Regions from separate parts of the Rattus norvegicus genome. Here region 2 is linked to region 1. Evidence: chromatin contacts called from public Hi-C data. All regions are on one chromosome and are shown on one strand. The core of a region is the stretch at or near the end of the contact, and the rest is flanking DNA. Distances in the headings are between cores, read along the strand shown. Region 1 overlaps LOC134481030 (a long non-coding RNA gene). Region 2 holds the start of Thpol1 (thrombopoietin like 1).

Region 1 (4,725 bases), core at 2,102-4,601:
AGAGCCCTATTAAAATGCACACGTGTTAACCACATGTTCCCCCGAGGACTCCATGCACTCGTCTATACCCACTGGCACATTAGCAGATTTACTAGGCGCTGAGACCGGAGTCCGGGAGCTTTTGTTAGAGGGTCAGAGGCGAGAGGAATGAGCGTGGTTCTGAGGGAGTGCTGAGATATCCCTGTGTCTGCTCACCACTGCACTGTGGGCTGATTACTGTCCCACCTTCTTAGGGGAGGACAAGAAGCCTCAAGGTGGAAAGGGAATTGGCTGGGCTCAAATGGCAGTAGGCTGAGGAGCTGGAATTCCGAGCCTGCCCTGAGGAAACTTGCTGTTAGGCAGGTATGGAAACAAAGGGCCCTGTAGTCTCAACCCTTGAGAGACAGAGGCAGGAGGGTCACGACAAGTCTAAGGCCAGCCTGCTGAGTTCCAGGCCATCCAGCCGATCCTGACTCGAAACAAAACAACCCTTAAGATAACAACGATAAAAAGTAAAATAAGAAGATGAAAAGGCCTGAGGATCCAGCAGAGAGCAGCTCCATTTTCTCTTTCACTCGTGCTCCATCTGCATTCACAAGAGCTTCGATGCCAGGGCTGCCCTCTCTTAATGTCTCCCAGCAACCCTGTTAGCTGAGTCTAGACCCAGCAGACGCTAGAGCATGGAGGTGTTCAATGGTGAGCAATAATCCCCTGCAGAGGATAAGCTCAGGGGAGTCCCACTGAGACCCACTCCTACCCAGCATGCGAGCCATCTATGGCGGAGACCTGTGCATCAAAAGTAAAACAGGCTGCTAACAAGATGGCTTAGCAGCTGCTGATGTTGACAGATGGCTCGAGCTCAGTCCCCAGGAGCCACACGATAGGAGAAGAAAACTGCCCCAGCAGTTTGCCCTCTGACCTCCACACATACGTCACGGAACATGTATGCCCCCCACCCTTACTAAATAATATAGGAATCCAATCATTAAAACAAAATGAAAGTTTCAAAGAGGCACCAAATGGCCATTTAGCCAAAATTATCCCTTGGGAGATGTGATGAGATCTACCAAGCTGTAAGCTCATCATGTCCATCAGTGGTCCGAGGTAAGCTTAGAATGACAGTTTACCAAACCTAGGCACATCCAAAGTCAGACAAGCTGTGTGAATGTCTCTCCCATCCTTCCAGTATCCTACCCTCAGTTTGTGCTGCTGGCTGGGTGAGCCCCTGTCCAGCCAGCTGGAAGAAGAGAAGGACCTGAGCTTTGCAGCCCTGTGTGTGCTTGCCAAGTGAAAACAGTGTCAGCCTTGCTCAGGGGCAGCCTGGAGAGACCAAGGCAAACTCCCCACTATACACAAAGTGTCAGAGAAGATGGTTAGTCACCTGTGTCTATCAGAAATGCTGGCCTGGAGACTCCTAACTTTGTACCTAGAATGGTTGAGTAAGGAAGACTTTGTACAAGTCAGCAGAGTCTTGTAATATTTTCCTTTTCCTTAAAAAGGCATTATGTTACACCCTTCCCTTCTGAGGTCACCAAGTGTCCCTCACAACTCTGTCACCCCAAACCAGCTCCTTCCCTGCAAAGCCCTCTATGAGTTTAGCCTACAAGGTTTCAAGATGACAAGTCAGCTTTCAGATGGACAGACAGCAGGGCCATGTGATTAAGAGTCTCTTTCTTTTCCTTTAAGAAAAAAAAATATGTTAGGAAAGGACCTGAAGATCTCCACAGCACACCCGGGGAGATTGTTTCACAAACTTTCGTGCTGTCTTGAGAAGCAGGTGTTATCATCCTCATCTCACTGGGGGGTGGCCTCAGAGAATGTAGAGTTAAATTTTGACTCTGGTCACACAGAGTCAAAATGAGTGGCTTAATTGGACACAGTCTTGGCTCCAGTGGGTCTGTGGGAAAGAGCTTTGGTCTTTCTGGAGTTGCTTCCTTCTCAGTGAGAGGAAGTGAGGGAAGAGGAGTTGAGACAGAGTGAAGATCTGTATGCAACTGCCCAGAGGGAGGTCTCCTGGGTGTATAAGTGCATTGTGCCATCAAAGGGATAATTACTCCTCCCTTCTCCCTAGCATGTGTGTGGTAAATCAGCTTTTCTGAGGGGTGGTCTCTCGATCAGGTCCAGTTGGATTGTGGATTAATTGTCAAGGAAGGAGATGGTAGGGTGTATTGTTTTTGTAAGTTTAGGAAGTCATGTTTCCACCTAGAGTCAAAGCTAGAACTCTTGACTAAGAGGAAGGAGTTTTCCTTAAACATTTTTTAGCTAAATGTGCTGTGTGCGTGGCACAGAATGAGCGGAGAAGTCAGGAACATTCTCACCTCCCACCCGGTTGAGGCAGGGTCTCTTTTGTTCCTGCCGCTGAGTAGTTGACTCCAGGTTATCTGGTTCTTGGCTTCGGGATGATTCTTCTGTCTCCACCTCCCCTCTCAGGGAAGGATTGCTGGGCTTACCGATGTCGGCCACACACTGAACTCTGTAGGTTCTCTGGATGGTTTCTGGTGGACACAGTTTTCCAACAACCCACTACCCCAGTCTGAAGTAGCTCTTCTTCAGCAACTCAACAAAGGTCCTCCTATCGCCATATTGTATCTTAAATCCTTTTTAGGAGATTTATTTATTTATGTATTTTATGTCTGAGTACTTTATTTGTACATACACCTGCAGGCCATAAGGGGGCATCAGATCCCATTACAGATGGTTGTGAGCCACCATGTGATTTCTGGGAGCTGATCTCAGAACCTCTGGAGAAGCAGCCAGTGCTTTTAACCTCTGAGCCATCCCTCGACTCCCTGTATCTTAAATCTTAAGGGGGAGCAATGGTGAAGCTTCCCTTTCTAAGGGTACCAGGTAAATGAGAGGTGGGGTCTAACGCTGATGATGGAGTTGTTCTCAGTGACCTCCAGAGCTCCTAATATCTGCCTTACAACCCGACTTTCACACTGGTTCATTTTCTCTCCTATTCCTTTAATTAGGAATTTCTGGATCTTTGAATCACTGCAGAAGTGGAATCCACCACTCTACTCCTAACCAAACAAAGTATCTAAGCTGTAAGTGAGGTTAGTCACATCACATGAGAAATTTTGTTGTGTGTGATTTGTGGTTTATAATGCTGTCCTCGATGCTGGGTGCAGTGGCACATCTCTTCAATCCCCAATTCCACTGGGGAGTTAGAAGCGGGTATGTCAGGACTTTAAGGCCAGGCTGGACTGTATGGGACCCTATTTCAAAAACAAACAAACAACAGACACACAGACACACAGACACACAGACACACACACAAACAGACAGAAAAACAGGCAAACAGACAGACAGCTAACGATAAATGCATTGTTCATTAATCTCCCGAAAACTCATAGCCTCATTTTATAACCAGGACACTCGCAGTAGCTTGCCTTTAGGTCTATGGCAAGGATTAAACAAGAGGAGTACGGTGTCGCTGAGCACAGGGACTGATGTAAGTAATCGTCCAGTCAAGCTGTGATTTCCTAACAGGTCAGTCAAAAGCTGAGTGGTTTTGTCAGCGAGCAGATTAGTCCTTCCGGTGGGTATGGCTTTCACGGCTGCTGATTGTTCCCCTTCCAGAAGCTTTTACACAGACTCTGAGAGCAAGCTTGCCCGCTAAGTAAAAAAAAAAAAAAAAAAAAATGTGATTCCGTTTATAATATTTCTATTTTTGCCCAGTTGTTTTTAGAACCCTCTTTTTCTATCAGTTGAGGAATTGGACCAGATAAGCTGTGATATGCTTTGCCAATTAAAAAAAAAAAAGCATTTTCACGGTTATATAAGACGAGGAAACTGTGTCTGTCTACTCAAGTATCTTTGGGGCTCAAAAATAAACAAAAGCAGATTAACATTTTATAGAGCATAGTTTTTAGACGGAGGGAGCTGAGCCAAACACTTAACCTTCAGCAATGACAGCCTTGTCAATGACGAGGTCGTTTGTATGCGGCGTGCGATTCAGAGGGAAAACATGCCTTCTATCTCATTCAGCTAACCTGGGAAAATGTAGAAAAGAGAAGAAGAGAAAAGAAAAATTAATCCTAAAGAGCCAATACATACTGTGCAGGGGATTTAAGATCTTCGAAGTGCTTATTTATTGTCTGGGGGTGTGTGCTTAAATATTTCAAATGGGGCACAAACCACAGAGCAAAGAAATACACGCATCCAATCTAGATGGGGACCACAGCGCTGAGGTTACTTGGAGGAGTGTGGACAGCACACAGGCAGCCTGGATGATGGCACAGAGCATCCTAGCTACCTCAGCCACCACCATCAGAGAGGCTCTTCTCCCAGCATCTGATTACCTTCCTAGCCTTGTGATCTTGTAACTTCTGAGCTTCCTGAGACCTGAAAAATCTGGTTAGCTTTGAGCCCCTCCTCCTAGCAGGGAGCACTTCCGTTAGAAGGAAACAGCTACATGGCAACAATTTGCAGAGCCCGTGTCATACAGTCCCAATCTCTGACCGTATAAAAATGGCTAAATATGACCTGGCTGACCCAAACACTTAGACGTTATGCACTCTTTGAATGGTGCAGCACTGACTAGTTCCCCAGCTCTGGAACTCAAACCCAGGCTCAGGCATTGTATCAGAAGCAATTCAACTTCTCTCTGCCCTAGTTTCCTCACTGGGAAACTGGATAAATTATATATCTTAAGGAAGGACTGCGTGTAGGGGCCGGAGATATGGTTCGGCAGATAAGAGCACTTGACTGCTTTTCCACAGGACCCAGGTTCAATCCCCAGCA
Region 2 (5,081 bases), core at 1,684-4,183, 310 kb after region 1:
AGCAAAGCTGTAACGGGAGGGGGAAAGTTGGCTAAAAGCCAGTCACATTGTGGGCGATCAATAACTGTCAACACCGCAGACTTGAAAGGGGTTTCCTCTGATTTGCGAACCAGCCTTCCCCAGAGCATCTCTGAGTCTACTACGGCATAGGACGCCAGCGTTCCGCTACCCTCTAGGGTAGGACGAGCAGCTGCGATATCCACTCACCGCTTCGCAGGCGCACAGCACACAGCGCATCACCCCAAAAGGCTCCCCCAGGTCCGGGTGCCACGTCTCGTCCAAGGCATAGACCTTCCCGCCGAAGGAGCAGCCTGCGGGGACGGGCTTGGCTGGCGGCCGCTGTCCGGTTGCTCCTGCCGTAATGCCTACTCCGGGCTCTGCCCACCAGGCCCTTGGTCCCCTGGCACCGCGCACCTCGCCGCCTCTGCTTTCCCCACCCACCCTCCCGCTGCGCGAAGCCACCTGCGCCCGGGGCCCTCTCCCTGTGGATGTAGACTTGCCCGAGCCAGACTCTCCCCTCCCGCGTCTCCCCCTGGCGCCCACCTACCTGCCGCTCCCCGGACAGGCAGTGGCTCCTTCTCGGAACGGATGGGCAGTGCGGGGGCCTCAGGGCCAGTGCCACCGGCCGGCCGCGAGCCGAGCAGCAGCAGCCCGAGGAGCAGCCGAGGGGCCGGCGGGGCCGGGAGGCTCGGCATGACGCGGAGCAGACAGCTGGGGAGGCGGGCGGGAGGAGGGAGCAGGAGAGGGAGTAGGGCCGGACCGGAGGCGGGCCGGCAAGAGGGGGCCGGGGCCAGGAGGGGGGCAGTGGCGAGGGGCTCGTCTCGCAGTCGCCTAGTCCGCTCCCGGCCGGGCGGGGCGGGAGAGAGCGGGCGGAGGGGCGCTGACCCGGGCCGTACGCCACTCTAGTGCCCTAGGCGCCGGCTCTGGCCCGTTTTATGCCCGCGCCAGGCGTCCCGGCCCGGGGCCTCCTCTTCAGCAAACGGGGCGCGGCGGCGGCTCCACAAGGAGCCCGGCTGAGCCCGGGGGGTCCGGCCCAGCAGCAGCGGCCGGATCGCGAGTGGGGGAGGGGGACAGGCTGGGACCCGGCAGGGGAGGAGGGAGGGACTGGAGGAGGGGGGAGCGGAGTGAGTAGGGGGAAGGGAGGAACCAGGGGGCGCAAAGAGGGGGAGGAGAGGCGGGCCTCGACACCCCCACACACACTCCTTGCGGCCACCCCTGGAGGTGGTGTCCATCCCAAGACCAGAGCCTCGGGCTAGTGAAGGGTAGAGGCTGAGCCTCGGGCCTGTACCAGTGGTGAGCCGGATGGGCCGCTGTAGGATGAGGGCTCGTCTTTGAAAAGGATACCGATCCTCCCCTACCTAGGACCCACAGCACCTCCTTCCTTTCACTCTGGCTGTATTCCTATTTCCCTTCTGAGGTCTCTCCTCTTCCTTCAGTTCCCAGGGTCAGGAACCTAGCTTGCGCTTCCCAGAATCAAGCAGTGCTTCCCCACGAGTGGACTCGTATTCCACCACCACCCCAACCTGTCCCCAAGTCCATCCAACTGTATCATCTATCACCTCTGACTGGTGGTTTTCCTTCATCTGAGGGAGGACCTTATTCCTCTCCAGGTCATTCCCCACCTCCTTCGTCCTGCTTTTCTAGACAAGCCTCCCCATCCTCTCCTACCCCCACCACTTCCCGCTATCCCAGCATCAGGCTTCCTAATCTTAGGAGGTATCTCTTATTCAACTGGAGAATTCTGGGATCTGGGCCATACTCCTTAATAGACAGTCCATCCTCAGAGGAGGCACGGGAGAAAGCCTGAGGAAGAACAAGGGAGAGAGGGCAGGGTCAGGCCCCAGGGTCCCAGAGGACAGACTGTGGGGAGACAGGGACTGAGGAGAAAGCACAGGAGCTAGAGCCAGGGCCAAAGGAAGAGAGAGAGGAGCCAGCAAAGAGGTATTTGTGGGGGAGGCTCGGCAGCTGTCTTTCCTAAGACAGGAACAGATGGGCCTGGTTATTTCTCTCATCACATGTATAATGGTAGGACTGGAAGGGGACCATTGAGCAATCAACGGCAGGCTTGCCCACAGAGCTGAGCTCTCCAGGTCCCTGTACCTCCAGGAGAAAGAAGGGTACCTAAGCCCAGTCAATCTATTTGTCTGTCTCTCATTTTGAAACAGGTTCTCATTATGTAGCCCTGGCTGGCCTGTAGCTCACTAGGTAGGCCAGGCTAGCCTCAAACTTCCTGAGATCCACCTGCCTCTGCCTCCCAAGTGCTGAGATTAAAGAGGTGCTCTGGGCTCAGTCTTAACCAAACGCATATCCCTTCACTCCCCAGGTCCCACATATCGTCCAAACCCTGTTTCCTGTAACATGATCATTCTCTCATATAGGCAATCCCTACATTGCCAGTTGGAAAGGGGAAATACCAGGAAAGACACTCCTCTGGAGCAGGGGAATATGGAAGGGAACACAAGAAAGCCAAAGTGCTGTCAGATTTCAGCCACAGGGATACTGTTCAGGGAAAAGAAATTTGGAGAGTCGGGAACCAAAACGTCACCAATCTAAAACAAGACCTCTCTTTCCCAGGGACAAATGTATTCCGCCAGATTTCTCCTGGACAAACCCCTTTCTCCTCTCTCTCACCCGGGCCTCAGGGTCTCATGTGCCCAGGACATGAGACAGCTCCTGCTATTCAGATCCTCTCTAGAGCGTGTGTGGGTGGAGGGACCGGGCTCCATTCACCGACCATGGTCCAGCCGTGGGCTCTAGGCCCGGTAGATAGGAAAAGAAGTCGTCATTTCCGGGGCCTTCACCAGGGCTTGGTGGCTCTCTGCTCTCTGATTGGGCGGAAGTGGCCTGGGCAGGCTAGTGACCCTACTACAGAGGAGGGGCTGTACCCCAGCCAGTGTCTTCCTACCTACCTGCTCCCCAGAGTGCTGCCTACTGTGTACCTGGGTCCTGAAGCCCTTCTTCACCTGGTGAGTGACAAGCACCATTTGGGGTTAAGTGAGGGTATGGTATGAAGAACAAGAAAGAGCTCGGCCCAGAGCTGGGGGAGGGGCAGGCAAACTGGAACCTACAGGCACTGACCTTTGTCAAGAAGAGTGGAGCCTTCCCAGAATGGGAGGAGCGGGACAGAGCAGGGAAAGGGGGTTGGGTAACAGGTTTATGAGGGACTATTCACAGACTCGGTAGAATTCAGCAAAGGTCTGGCTGCGTTGGGGCCATGAGAGAATAAGAAAAGAGGTGCGTGCAGAACAAGAGAACTTTGTCCTGGGGACACAATCCTAATCCCTATTCTCATATTGTCATTCCTGCTAGCTTAAGGTTCTGAATCCTGGGACTGGGGAACTGGCTGAGGTGAGCCAAGGCACAAGAACAGGGTAATAGAGGGGAAGCTTGTGTGTGTTGACCGACCCACAGGAGATCCCAATATTGAATCAGGTGCAAGTCTCTGCTCAACTTGTGAAAAGTGGGGGTCCCAGGAAGGACGTGGAAGGGATCTGGAGGGGGCAGGGAGGCAGCTGCAGCTGCAATGAATACACCGGCCATGTCTAAGGTGAAATAAGCCATGTGAGTGCGGTAGTATCGTCTTGCTCTGTAAGTGCCTCCCAGGACACTTGCCTCAGGAAGGACGTCCTACTTCTATTAGCCCTCTGATTTGAGTAATGGGGCATTTCAGAACTTGGAAATCTAAAGAAAAGTCCTGGGTTTTATTTGCGGGGCAAAAAGGAAAGAATGAGAAACAAGTGTCTCTTTTAATTCTTGTCTCTGGTGGTCCATTCTCCTGCCTCAGCCCCACTCCCAACAAGGTCTCTGTTCCTCAGCACAGATGTGCTCATCTGGCACATCTTGGCCCAATGACCCATTTTCTACTCTTCTCCTGACTTAACGACACCCCCTTCTCTATTCCCATCCCACGTTCTCTCCCAGATAACAAGCAATGGTGCTCAGAATTTGAGTCCACTTAAGCTGGGTATGTAACATCTCGCTGCTCTCAGCAGGGCAGCAATCAGTAGATGGGGCACCAGGACTTCATCGGAGTCACTGAAGAGTCCCCCAACAAAGAGGAGACACTCTATGCTTCAGTCACAAGAAAACATGGGAGAGTCAGAATGCGAAGAACTCTGGCCCTGGCTGGCCCGCACCTCAAGGCCTCCACGCACGTGTTTCCCTGCACCAGAAAGTCTTTTCCTTGAGACCTGATGAAAGATTCACTATTTCTGTCATTTTCAGGATAGATTCCTTGGCCCACCTGTCCCCACCCCACTCTGTGCAGAGGTACAAAAGCTCAAGCCGTCTCCATGGCCCCAGGAAAGATTCAGGGGAGAGGCCCCACACAGGGAGCCACTGCAGTCAGACACCCTGGGCAGAATGGAGCTGACTGGTAAGGCTACGTGAGGGCTGGGGACAAGTTCAAGCTTGGATTGGCAGGGGACAAGGATGCAGAGGGCTGGGAAGCCCAGTCTCCGGAGAAAAGGTGTCTGTCTGGACACCGGACCCCTGGATTTCAGGTCTGGCTCCCAAATGGGGATCCCTGAGTCACCACCTGAGAGTGCGTTTCTCCTTATCGACCCTTCAACTTCACCTCTCCTCATCTAAGATTTGCTCCTGGTGGCCATACTTCTCCTCACCGCAAGACTAACTCTGTCCAGCCCAGTTCCTCCCGCCTGTGACCCCAGACTCCTAAATAAACTGCTTCGTGACTCCTACCTCCTTCACAGCCGACTGGTAAGCAACCCCAAGCCCTTTGCTTTCTATCCCCTTAACTGAGTTGAGGAGCTCAGGCCTTCAGTTCCTCTCACTCCTGTACTGTCTTTGGCCACACCACCTCGTCTTAGCTCTGGCAAGGGCTACGCTTTGCGTTAATCTCTTAGAAGCTCCCATGAGCATGGTACTAAGGAAGACCATCCCAGTCACGGCCACCCTCCTGACCTCTACTTCAGCTCTTTCCTCCTGCCCCCACCTTTTTTATTTTTTTTTTAACAGAGTCAGTGTCCTGACGTCAACCCTTTGTCTATCCCTGTCCTGCTGCCTGCTGTGGACTTTAGCCTGGGAGAATGGAAAACCCAGACGGTAAGAGGCTCCAGGAT

The links. A called contact is a pair of places that touch in the nucleus more often than the background predicts.
Region 2: a contact with region 1 is called in a Hi-C map of frontal cortex, with 2.6 times the contacts expected there. The contact joins the promoter of Thpol1 here to the enhancer-like site in region 1. A contact is called at or near these places in 2 of 12 Hi-C or Micro-C datasets (the A7r5 cell line and frontal cortex).

Annotation. Positions count from the first base shown.
Region 1 is chr11:93,376,705-93,381,429 of GRCr8, forward strand. LOC134481030 (a long non-coding RNA gene) reads right to left here. Exons shown (of 2, transcript XR_010056199.1): 2 at 1-3,974. Among named protein-coding and RNA genes, the nearest start is that of Ephb3, 15 kb to the left of the region's middle. Within about 2 kb of position 3,352, at least 3 of the 93 cell types and tissues checked have an H3K27ac peak or open chromatin away from gene starts, as enhancers often do.
Region 2 is chr11:93,684,385-93,689,465 of GRCr8, forward strand. It overlaps Thpol1 (thrombopoietin like 1), which reads left to right and starts at 2,934. Exons shown (of 6, transcript NM_031133.2): 1 at 2,934-2,966; 2 at 4,225-4,375; 3 at 4,592-4,719; 4 at 4,978-5,064. The coding sequence starts at 4,363. Chrd (chordin) reads right to left here and starts at 716. Exons shown (of 23, transcript NM_057134.1): 1 at 548-716; 2 at 208-311. The coding sequence starts at 695.